Linked DNA regions of Mus musculus: region 1 is linked to region 2. Evidence: chromatin contacts called from public HiChIP or PLAC-seq data. All regions are on one chromosome and are shown on one strand. The core of a region is the stretch at or near the end of the contact, and the rest is flanking DNA. Distances in the headings are between cores, read along the strand shown.

The links. HiChIP or PLAC-seq counts read pairs in DNA pulled down with a chosen protein or histone mark.
Region 1: an H3K27ac HiChIP or PLAC-seq map of the NIH/3T3 cell line shows a contact between it and region 2, with 2.3 times the contacts expected there. The contact joins two enhancer-like sites. A contact is called at or near these places in 3 of 39 promoter capture datasets (3T3-L1-derived adipocytes, embryonic stem cells and macrophages), 1 of 15 datasets of contacts at CTCF or cohesin (the NIH/3T3 cell line), 3 of 484 Hi-C or Micro-C datasets (embryonic stem cells, nephron progenitors and stem cell-derived cardiac mesoderm), 3 of 115 datasets of contacts at active chromatin or transcription factors (the NIH/3T3 cell line, fibro-adipogenic progenitors and heart atrium) and 4 of 9 other capture datasets (adipose tissue, liver, macrophages and 1 more).

The regions. Positions count from the first base shown.
Region 1 is chr4:58,372,437-58,377,151 of GRCm38.p6, reverse strand. Musk (muscle, skeletal, receptor tyrosine kinase) reads right to left here. Exons shown (of 15, transcript NM_001037129.1): 15 at 2,849-4,121. The coding sequence ends at 3,439. Among named protein-coding and RNA genes, the nearest start is that of Mir3095, 66 kb to the left of the region's middle. Within about 2 kb of position 2,506, at least 14 of the 459 cell types and tissues checked have an H3K27ac peak or open chromatin away from gene starts, as enhancers often do. A contact at or near this core is called in the NIH/3T3 cell line, where this site is marked.
Region 2 is chr4:58,272,924-58,277,704 of GRCm38.p6, reverse strand. No RefSeq gene overlaps it. Among named protein-coding and RNA genes, the nearest start is that of Musk, 11 kb to the left of the region's middle. Within about 2 kb of position 2,059, at least 31 of the 459 cell types and tissues checked have an H3K27ac peak or open chromatin away from gene starts, as enhancers often do. A contact at or near this core is called in the NIH/3T3 cell line, where this site is marked.

The sequences.
Region 1 (4,715 bases), core at 1,257-3,756, 99 kb before region 2:
AAACTGATAAATTCATAAATACTATGCAATCATTACAAGTAATTTGTACATGAATCGTATTATATCGAATACGTTAGGGTTGATATAGACCATATTAGATAATAAGGATGCAGTTCAAACCTGTTTAGCAGAATCATTCTGTCTGTTTAGCTTTAATTTATTTCCTGTCTGTCTGTGTATCTATCATCTATCAATCATCTGCTGACCTATCTATATAGCTTTCATTTATCATTTATACACCTAACTCTGTAACTGTATGCATCTATCTATCTATCTATCTATCTATCTATCTATCTATCTATCTATCTATCTATCATCTATCTTCTATTATATGTCTACCTCCCCTATCTACGCATTGATAAATGGTGAAAGAATATTTTTCTATATTAAAATTAATAAGCAGTAGCCGGTGTTTCTTCATCCTTACAATGGTTTATTATTATTGTGAAGTGTATGCCATTAATGTACTTTGCTTGTGATTTTTTTCTTTTCACAAGAAATTACTACATTTACAAGAAGAAAGCAACATTTAAGGTAAAATATATATCTATTTTCTCTTTTATTTAAAGTATAACAGAAGTCTAATACAGTTTTTATAAAATAAACCTTATATTTCAATTCTAAAATGAATACAATTAGAATGTAAGTAACTACTTAAATAAAATTATAAATGCTCTAAGAAAAAGAAAACATCAATTTTCACTTTTGCTGAGTTTTGCTAAGTGTACCATCATAGCTAGCCTGGAATTTGTGCTCTTTCCTGGCTAGGCTGTCAAGTGTTGAGACGAAAGGCTTGTGCTGCCATGCCTAGCTCAATTTCACACGTGATTTAAAAAAATAAAATAAAAATGGCATTCTCTTTTTTATCTAAGACAGAGAATATTGGGTGGGTTAACTTGTTGCCACACAAGGGTGAAGACCCAAGTTCAGGTCTCCAGAACCCACATCAAGCCTGATGCTGTAAATAGTCTCCAAGCTTCTACAGCAACATGGAGGAGGAGACAGGAGAATGCCCAGGCACTCTGAAGTCAGCTAGGCTAGCACACACAGCAACAAAAACAAGAGACTGTCTCAAACAAGATAGAAGACAAAAACCAACACTAGAGGTTGTCCTCTGATCTCTCCATGTGCATTATGACACTGTGCATCATGTGTGAGTCTCTCTGTGTGTGTGTGTGTGTGTGTGCATATACACATACCCACACAAAACTGATACAAGAGTATTCATTTTCTATCATAGCAAGTGCTTAATTTTACAAGTTATCATGGTCTACGGAACTATGGAAACATTTCTAGAGACTGAGAGACTATGACAATGTAACAAAAGTTTTATTTTTATTATTTTAATGATGCATGTGTGTATGTGTATCTGTGTATGGGTATGTGCACATGAGTGCAGGTGCCCTTGCAGGTGCCCTTGGAGGCCAGGAACGTTGGATCCCCTGGGACCTGATATTACAGGTGGCTGTCAGATGGGTGGTGAGAGTCAAACTCCAGTCCTAGCGAGAGCAGTATGTGCTTTTAACCACTGAGCCATCTCTCTGCCCCCATAACAAAAGTTTTAATATTGTGCATGCCTTGTGGTCCATACATCTCCTTCTTTAGAGATATTTAGAGATGTGTACAAATGTGGGTGATCAAAATACTGTTTATGATGATAAATATTAGGAGAACCTCACACATTCAAAGTCTAAGATCAATTAACGTATGGGATATCTGTAAAGTTGATATTATTCAGAATTTATGTTAACTTTTAGACTAATGACATTAACAGATTAATAATAAGCTATGAAGTGATGGAAAGCTGATTTTTTTTTTCCTGCTCGGTTCCGATACATACTAGGGAATGCGTTTGAGAATCATGTGCAAAATGACCTGGTATTCTTGCTGTGTTTGGCATCTGGGCACTGACATAGACTTACTTGTGACTTACTGATACTGTGCTGCATTTGGTAACATGCATCTCCTTTTATGTTGCTATAGCGAGTCCACAGTGTGAAAAATATTTGTTCAGAGAAGAAAATGACACTGGACCTATGTTATTATATTATAGCAAACTGTAACGAGCTAATGGTCTAATACTTAGTGATTATAAAATCACTGAGGAAATAATTTAATGATTTTAACTAAAAATGCAATTAGAACTCATGCTGAGACAACCATGCCATCTATTGGATGTTTAGATGGACTTAAATTGTTAATACTAGAATTGGCTTTCTTCCTAGTCATTGAAAACCCTTAGGGAAATAAGGCATACAGTGTAGGCTCAAAACCACATAGGGATTATAAATCATGTCCATAGAGTCCTTATGTGTATGGGGAGGTCTTCACTGAGAAATTTATGCACTGGGGGACCTGAGTCCAGGATTCACTGTGCAGAAGCTACGAAGCCGCACACTGCTAATCGTATGACCAATCAATCAAAAATGCCTTGTATAGATAGCACATCAGAATGCACAAAAACATTCCTTGTGAAATAGCATGGAGCCACAGAGCTCCTTGCAATCCAACATTACACCTCATGCTTTACAATAGTTAGTGGTCTGTGGCATCAGAATTACTGTACAGCAAATTCAAGAGCTGACAGAAGGAAAAGGTGATACTTGACAGAAGTAAAAAAAAAAAAAGTATTTGTAACATATTTTAATGAAGATGTGCCAATACAGTTCTCAAAGAAAGAAGTAGACTAACTGATACGTTATGAAATATTTTTTTTCTAGGAAAAAAAAAAAAACCCAAACCAACAGGAGGAATGAGGTGAGTCACATCCATGATGTGTGCACACCAAGGAAGGACCTCTAGAGGACAGCCAGGAAACGGAGCCAGGAATTGCAGTCAGCACAGAGCCTGCAGGCTTTCCACTTTTTATTCTTCAAAAGTCTATCAGTAAAATAGATACTCAATTCCAGAATGCAAATACAACGTTACATATTCTGTGCAAGGAAGAACTAAACAACAGCAAGACCCTGCCACGTGTCTTGACTGGTGGAAGAAGGGATTCCTATCTTTAGTTTTCAGTCCTTTACCTAAATATACACAAAGACACATTGCTTTTGCAATGGGCAGGATGTCTTCTGTTAAAAATGAAGTTGCCCATCCAGTTTTGGATTCAACCTAAGCACTGCAGTCTCGCTCTGAGAGATTATGTAGGAACGTAACCGGGATGTTCTTATTATGCAATATATATTAGAAACGGTCCCTGTGAGGGAGAGGAGCTACCTGCTGTCCTCTTTCCTAGCCTGTATCTCCAACCTATTTTGATGTGACTCTTTAACCCTGTGGGATATTCACCATCTGTTTCTCCTGGCAAACAATCAACTGGCACGTGATGTCTGAGTTAAACTCCTCCTATCTGGTCTTACACGGCCTCTGCGGTAGGGTTCCTCCAGCTCACAGTCTGAAAAGAGCCTCCTGGGTGTTGTTTGAGAATGGTCAACTTTAGACACCCACCGTTCCCTCTGCTCTCTCGCACATGCGCTGCAGGATCCTGTGGATACTGCAGAAGCTGGGTCTATCAGCAGGCAGCTTGCTCCAACACAGGCGCATGAGGTTGTACAGTTCCAAGGGGCAGTTCTCAGGGCAGGCGAGGATGTTGCCATCTCTCACATAGTAAATGACCTCCTCGTGGGCCATTCCATAGTAGGGCTGCAGCCCATAGGAGAAGATCTCCCAGAGGACCACACCATAGGCCCATACATCCGACTCAGTGGTGTAGCGGTTGTAGAAGATAGACTCGGGCGGCATCCAGCGGATAGGGATGGCGTCATTTCCATCAGCTTTGTAGTAGTCTGCGGAATAGATGTTCCTGGAGAGGCCAAAGTCTGCAATTTTCACCACCATGGTCTCCCCAACCAGGCAGTTCCTGGTAGCTAAGTCCCGGTGGACAAACTTGCGCTCTGAAAGGTAGGCCATGCCAGCTGCCACCTGCCTGGCAATGCAGAGCTGTTCTGCACAGGACAGTGGTGGAGGACCAGGGCTAGACACCCGAGCCCTCGTGGACAGGTCACTGTGGCTGAGGCTGCAAACAGTGTGCGGGGACATACTTCGGAGGAACTCATTGAGGTCACCATAGGCCATATATTCAAAGAGCAGACACATCGGCTTCCCAACGGCACACACACCTGCGGTTAAAACATTATCATAGTTAGACCGAGTCCTTCCACGAGGAAAGAACACTCCAAAACTCAAAGGACCAGACTAGAAAGGATGGTGTCTCACTTATTATGGATGGTGTTAGTCATACTCTGACTCCCACGTCTTTACTTAAACATCCCGTTATCTAGTAAGAGTCCGTGTATTCCTTTTCTTTCCTGATTCTTCGATTCTTAACTTTTCCCTCTGTTACCTTCCCACATTTAATACCACTTGACTTCATGCTCATTCATTGTATTAGCGATGTTCCCCAACATTTTATCTCTTGGAATAGAGAGAACATGCCCCCTGATTGTTTGAATCACTCAGACTAGCCAGGTATCTGGAGAGCAGATGTACAGTAACACACGGCAAGTAGATTCAGGAATGGGTACTTGCTGGGAATGTGTGAGGCAATGGTTCGAACAGTGAGAACGAGGAAGATCTACCACACTGAGGAAGAACAATTAGAACAATCCAAGGATCTTAGAGGACATTCTTAGGTGGTGTCTGAAATTTAGATTATTATCACTGATGTTCATTCTCTAAAGAAAGTAATGCTTATATACACAGAGTTTCACACA
Region 2 (4,781 bases), core at 810-3,309:
AAAACAAAACAAAACAAAAAAAAAGAGTCAGAATACAAAAGATGTTCCTGACCCTGTCATTTCTGAGATAATTTTATATGCATATTTACTGCTCCCGTGTGGGTGTAACAGTGACAAGGCTGTGCCGGATTAGGTATCGGATGGATGTGGTGGAATTCAGAGGACTGGAAAGAGGAAACATCTAAAAATTAAAAGGTTCTTGAATGAGATCTGTCTAAATTGGCATAATGTTTGCCTAGGATACACTGGTTTCAATCACCAATACCCATACAAATAAGATTGGTAGTGAAGGCCTATGAGAGGTAGAAAGGTTAGAAGGTCAAGTTCTGCCTTGGCTACAAAGGAAGTTTAAGGCCAGCCTGGGCTGCCTGAGACCCAACTGGAAAGAAGGAAGGGGAAGGGGTGTTCCCTAATCATGAATTAGGAATTTGCTGATAATGTGAGACGTCTGTTTAACATCCTGAAGGGCTCTCGGAGGCCTGAGCATTGCAAGCACAGACCCCGGCGGTCTTTAGCTTTTTACTCTTCGTCCATTTGCTAAATCGTTAGATTGCCTTCCTAAGGCTCACCACCAAGGTCTACTCCCTATTTGGCCACTCACTCATTCCTGAGACTGGTCACTCTGGTCCAACTATCAAAAAATCAAGGTCCAGCAATCAAAATTCATTGTTGTGACTCATCTAGTTAAAATACCCAATGAGAACTCACCAATGTGCCCTAGTTCATTCTAACACAGACCTTCCCCTCCCCCCCCCTTAAAATTAACACTTGCAAAGCTACTTGCTGCTATTTCTGCCTGAGTCAGATCCATCTGCCTTGTCTCTTTGCCTTGTCTAGTAAAAGATCTCTTTGTGCTTGCACTTGGAAATTGGTGTCTGGGTTTGGTCTGTGCCTAATCAGGGTCCAGAGAGGATCACCTCACAGTATGAGGGTCTCGTCACATCCTAACCAAATTAAGGTGACAAAAGAGGGTTGGAAATCCTTGAATGAGAGAAGCGTTTGGTTGTAGACATAAGATCCCGAGTTTAATCGCACACAAGCAGCGCCATGGTAGTGCATGGTTGTCATCTCAGCTCTGGGGAGACAGAGACAAGATCATACCTGGGCCTCACTGGCCAAATAGCCTAGCCTAGCCTAACCAGTGAGTTCCAGGCCAAAGAGAGATCCTGTCTCAAAATACACAAGGTGGCTGGCTTCTGTGGAATGATATCAAATGAAACTGACCACAGGCCTCCACATTCCACGTACACATGTATACACGTGTACCCACAGCAACACATACATGTATATGCTCAAAGAAAGCAAAGATTGAGGAATAATTTACTGGGAAGTTGAAGGAAACCCAGGCACATTCATTCTTGTGAGCAGAAGGAAAAAAAAAAGTCCCTGAAGAGGGAAGAGGAGGCCAGCTTGGTCAACCACCACTGAGAGCAAGAGAGGGCTAAGGAGCAGGAAGTGGCAATCCATCTGCATAGCTGGTAACCTTGACAGGCTAGGTCATACCATAGATCTGAGAGCTAGCATGAAATCAAAGCATGGATTAGAAATGTTTCCCACCAGCCCTTCAGAGAACCCTGAGTTGGTTAAGTTCAGCCTGACTTCATTTGATCGGCGGGCTGTTCATTTTAGAAAAACAAAACCGCCATAAAACATTAGAACTGAACAAATTGTTTTCCCAAAGTACCAGCCCCCTTCACTGCCAGATGATTGAAAGATCAAACACCAAATACATCCACATCTCCTTTTTTAGCTAACAATTTCCGTTTGTGCACACAAATTATCAAAGCGCTTCTGTCCATGAATAGCATCACACCGTCTAGCATCATCCATTGACACTGTGCAAAATGCTGACAAGATGCTGAGTCAATAATGGCTCAACAGTGTGCAACATTAACATCCAGAGTCCTTGGAAAGACTCTTTTAGTATAGAAAAATGCACCATTTCAGGGGGACAGCATCCTTTGCTTTAGCCTCTACAAAACTCCGCAGCGCCAGACAGTTCTAGATGAATTGTACCACAGGAGTGAATCAGCATGACACGGTCAAATTATTCACAGTCTATTTTTTGCAACAATCTCTTCGAGCTGATGCAAAGATAAATAAATGTGTCCCAGGCATAACTCTGACGCTCTCTGGAGATCAATTCAATTAAAATATAAAGCCACAGATATGACTTGCTTTTGTAGTGCCCTGGTAATGAGTCGGATTAAGGTCTGCAAACCAACCTCACTCCTGGCCTTTGTTCAAAGTCCCAGTGTGTAGCCCACGAGCCAGACTGGAGGTTGTATTAGGTTAGCCCAGGGAAGGGCCAGAGTGAACTGAGGACTACAGAAAGTCATGGAAATTCTGAGTTATGATCATAGCACTCTATGTACAATTATCCTACATACTCAGAATGATAATTTCTGTGGATGTCTGTTTATGAGTGAAGTAACTGTTTTGGCATCAGCCAGGTGAAATCATGATTGGCTGCATTTTTCTGGATTAAGAAATACTTGGAGACTGCACTAAGCTAATGTGACATTTAGTCAATTTTTTTTTATTCTCTCATATTTTCCTTTTGAAAAATATGTTTCAGATTTTAAAATAACAAGAAAAAAAAAACAATGATTTAAGTTACCATGTTTTAAGTATGTTTAAGTATGGCCATAACTTAGGTAATATTATATATATGTGTGTGTGTATATATACATATATGATATATATATATATTTCATATGACATGTAGAAAATATATGTCCAATAATATTTAAAGTACCCTATATACATTCTCATGTATATTTTTATTCTCATTGATGATTACAAATTTTCTTTTAATAAACAGATATAGCATCATCTGTGCACTCATTCGGTTTAAGTTTTGCAATTTAACTGTGAGAAATAAAACTGCCAATATCTGACTTATTTATTTTTAACTCATCTTCTAATTAAAACCTGCAGGTAAATATAGAATTTAGTTACTCAGTCAAAGTCTGTATTTATGAGGCCCTGTGTGTATGTTTCCAAATTTCCTTTCAGGTATTTTCTCCAGTATTCTACCACATGAATTCTACTCACACGGATTCTACCATACTATATTGATAGTTTTATTGATGATACATTAATTGTTGAAGAAAGAACCTGCACTATTTTGTCCTTAATGTGAAATTTAACCTTTTATGAAGTATGCTTGATGCCTGGTGTGTGTTTGACATTAGTAAATGTTGACTGAATGAACCAGAGACCCTTAATAACCATGGAGAGTTTCATTTATAACATAAATATAAGTTCAAGTCTTTTCACTCACAATCTATGTCCTAAAACTTGTAAGACAATTATGATGATTACCTGTGTGGTTAAGGAGGTGGGAATGTTGATTGTTTTTCTTTTCCATATTTTTATTACATTTGAGTGTGTGTCTGTGCCTATGTTTTGTGTGTGTGTGTGTGTGTGTCTGAGGTGTGTGTGTGTCTGAGGGGTGTGTGTGTGTGTTGTGTGTGTGTGTCTGAGGGGTGTGTGTGTTGTGTATGTGTGTCTGTGTCTGAGGGGTGTGTGTGTGTGTGTGTCTGAGGGGTGTGTGTGTTGTGTATGTGTGTCTGTGTCTGAGGGGTGTGTGTGTGTGTGTGTCTGAGGGGTGTGTGTGTGTGTGTTGTATGTGTGTATGTGTTGTGTGTGTGTGTCTGTGGTGTGTGTGTGTGTGTCTGAGGGGTGTGTGTGTATTGTGTATGTGTGTGTGTGTCTGAGGTGTGTGTGTGTGTGTTGTGTGTGTGTCTGTGGTGTGTGTGTGTGTGTTGTGTGTGTGTGTCTGTGGTGTGTGTGTGGCTGTGTCCGTGTCTGTGGTGTGTGTGTCTGAGGGGTGTGTGTGTGTGTTGTGTATGTGTGTGTGTATCTGAGGGGTGTGTGGTTTGTGTGTGTGTGTGTGTGTCTGTGTGGTGTGTGTATGTGTGTGTGTGTGTGTAATGGTGCATGTGCAGAGTTTGAAGGACAACATTCTTTCTTTCTACCACACAGGTCCTACACATTGAACTCAGGCTGTTTGGTTTGACAGCAAGCCTGTTTGTCTTCTGAACCTTCTGATCAGTCAGTCCTCTTTCTAAATTGGATGATCTGTTCTTTGTATAATGCAGATATGTTCCTACTGAGAGAGTGGAAGTAAAAGTGATACAGTTGACATCAGGGCTGGGGAAATAGTTTAGCAATATAGAATTTGCCCTGGATACCCAAAGACCTGAGTTCTATATTTAGGTCTACCATAGACAGTTGCCATCAAAACTAGGTCCACACATAATGATTGAGTACATAACATTATGACATGTAGACCTAGTCGATTCTAAACTGGAAAGAATTCGGTACAAACTTTTTAATATAGTCCCATATCTAATTAAATTGTGTTATAAAATTCTACTAAACCATGAAAACATGGGTAAATATCTTCAGAGGTTAGTACTGATGGTACCCAGCCAAGGAATCTCCCAGGGTAATTGAGATTTATTTTTCAACTGGGCTTCTGATTTCTCTTAAATTTATCATTAGTAGGATGGTGTTAATATGCTCTATTGGTCTCTTCATCAAGTGTTTTTCACCCACTCATATAGTTCATCCTGAAAAGAATGCTAGAAGACAGGGGCTAACACCTCCTCACTTCACAGATGAAAGGACTGAGTTTCTTTCAGTCAAGAAAACCTGGACCTAACACCAATGCTCTCAGCCCTTACCCGTGGATTCTCTCAGTCATGCAACAGATATTTGTTGTGTGCTTACAAATGTGCCGGGCACTGTGCTGGGTCCTAGGAGTCCGGTGG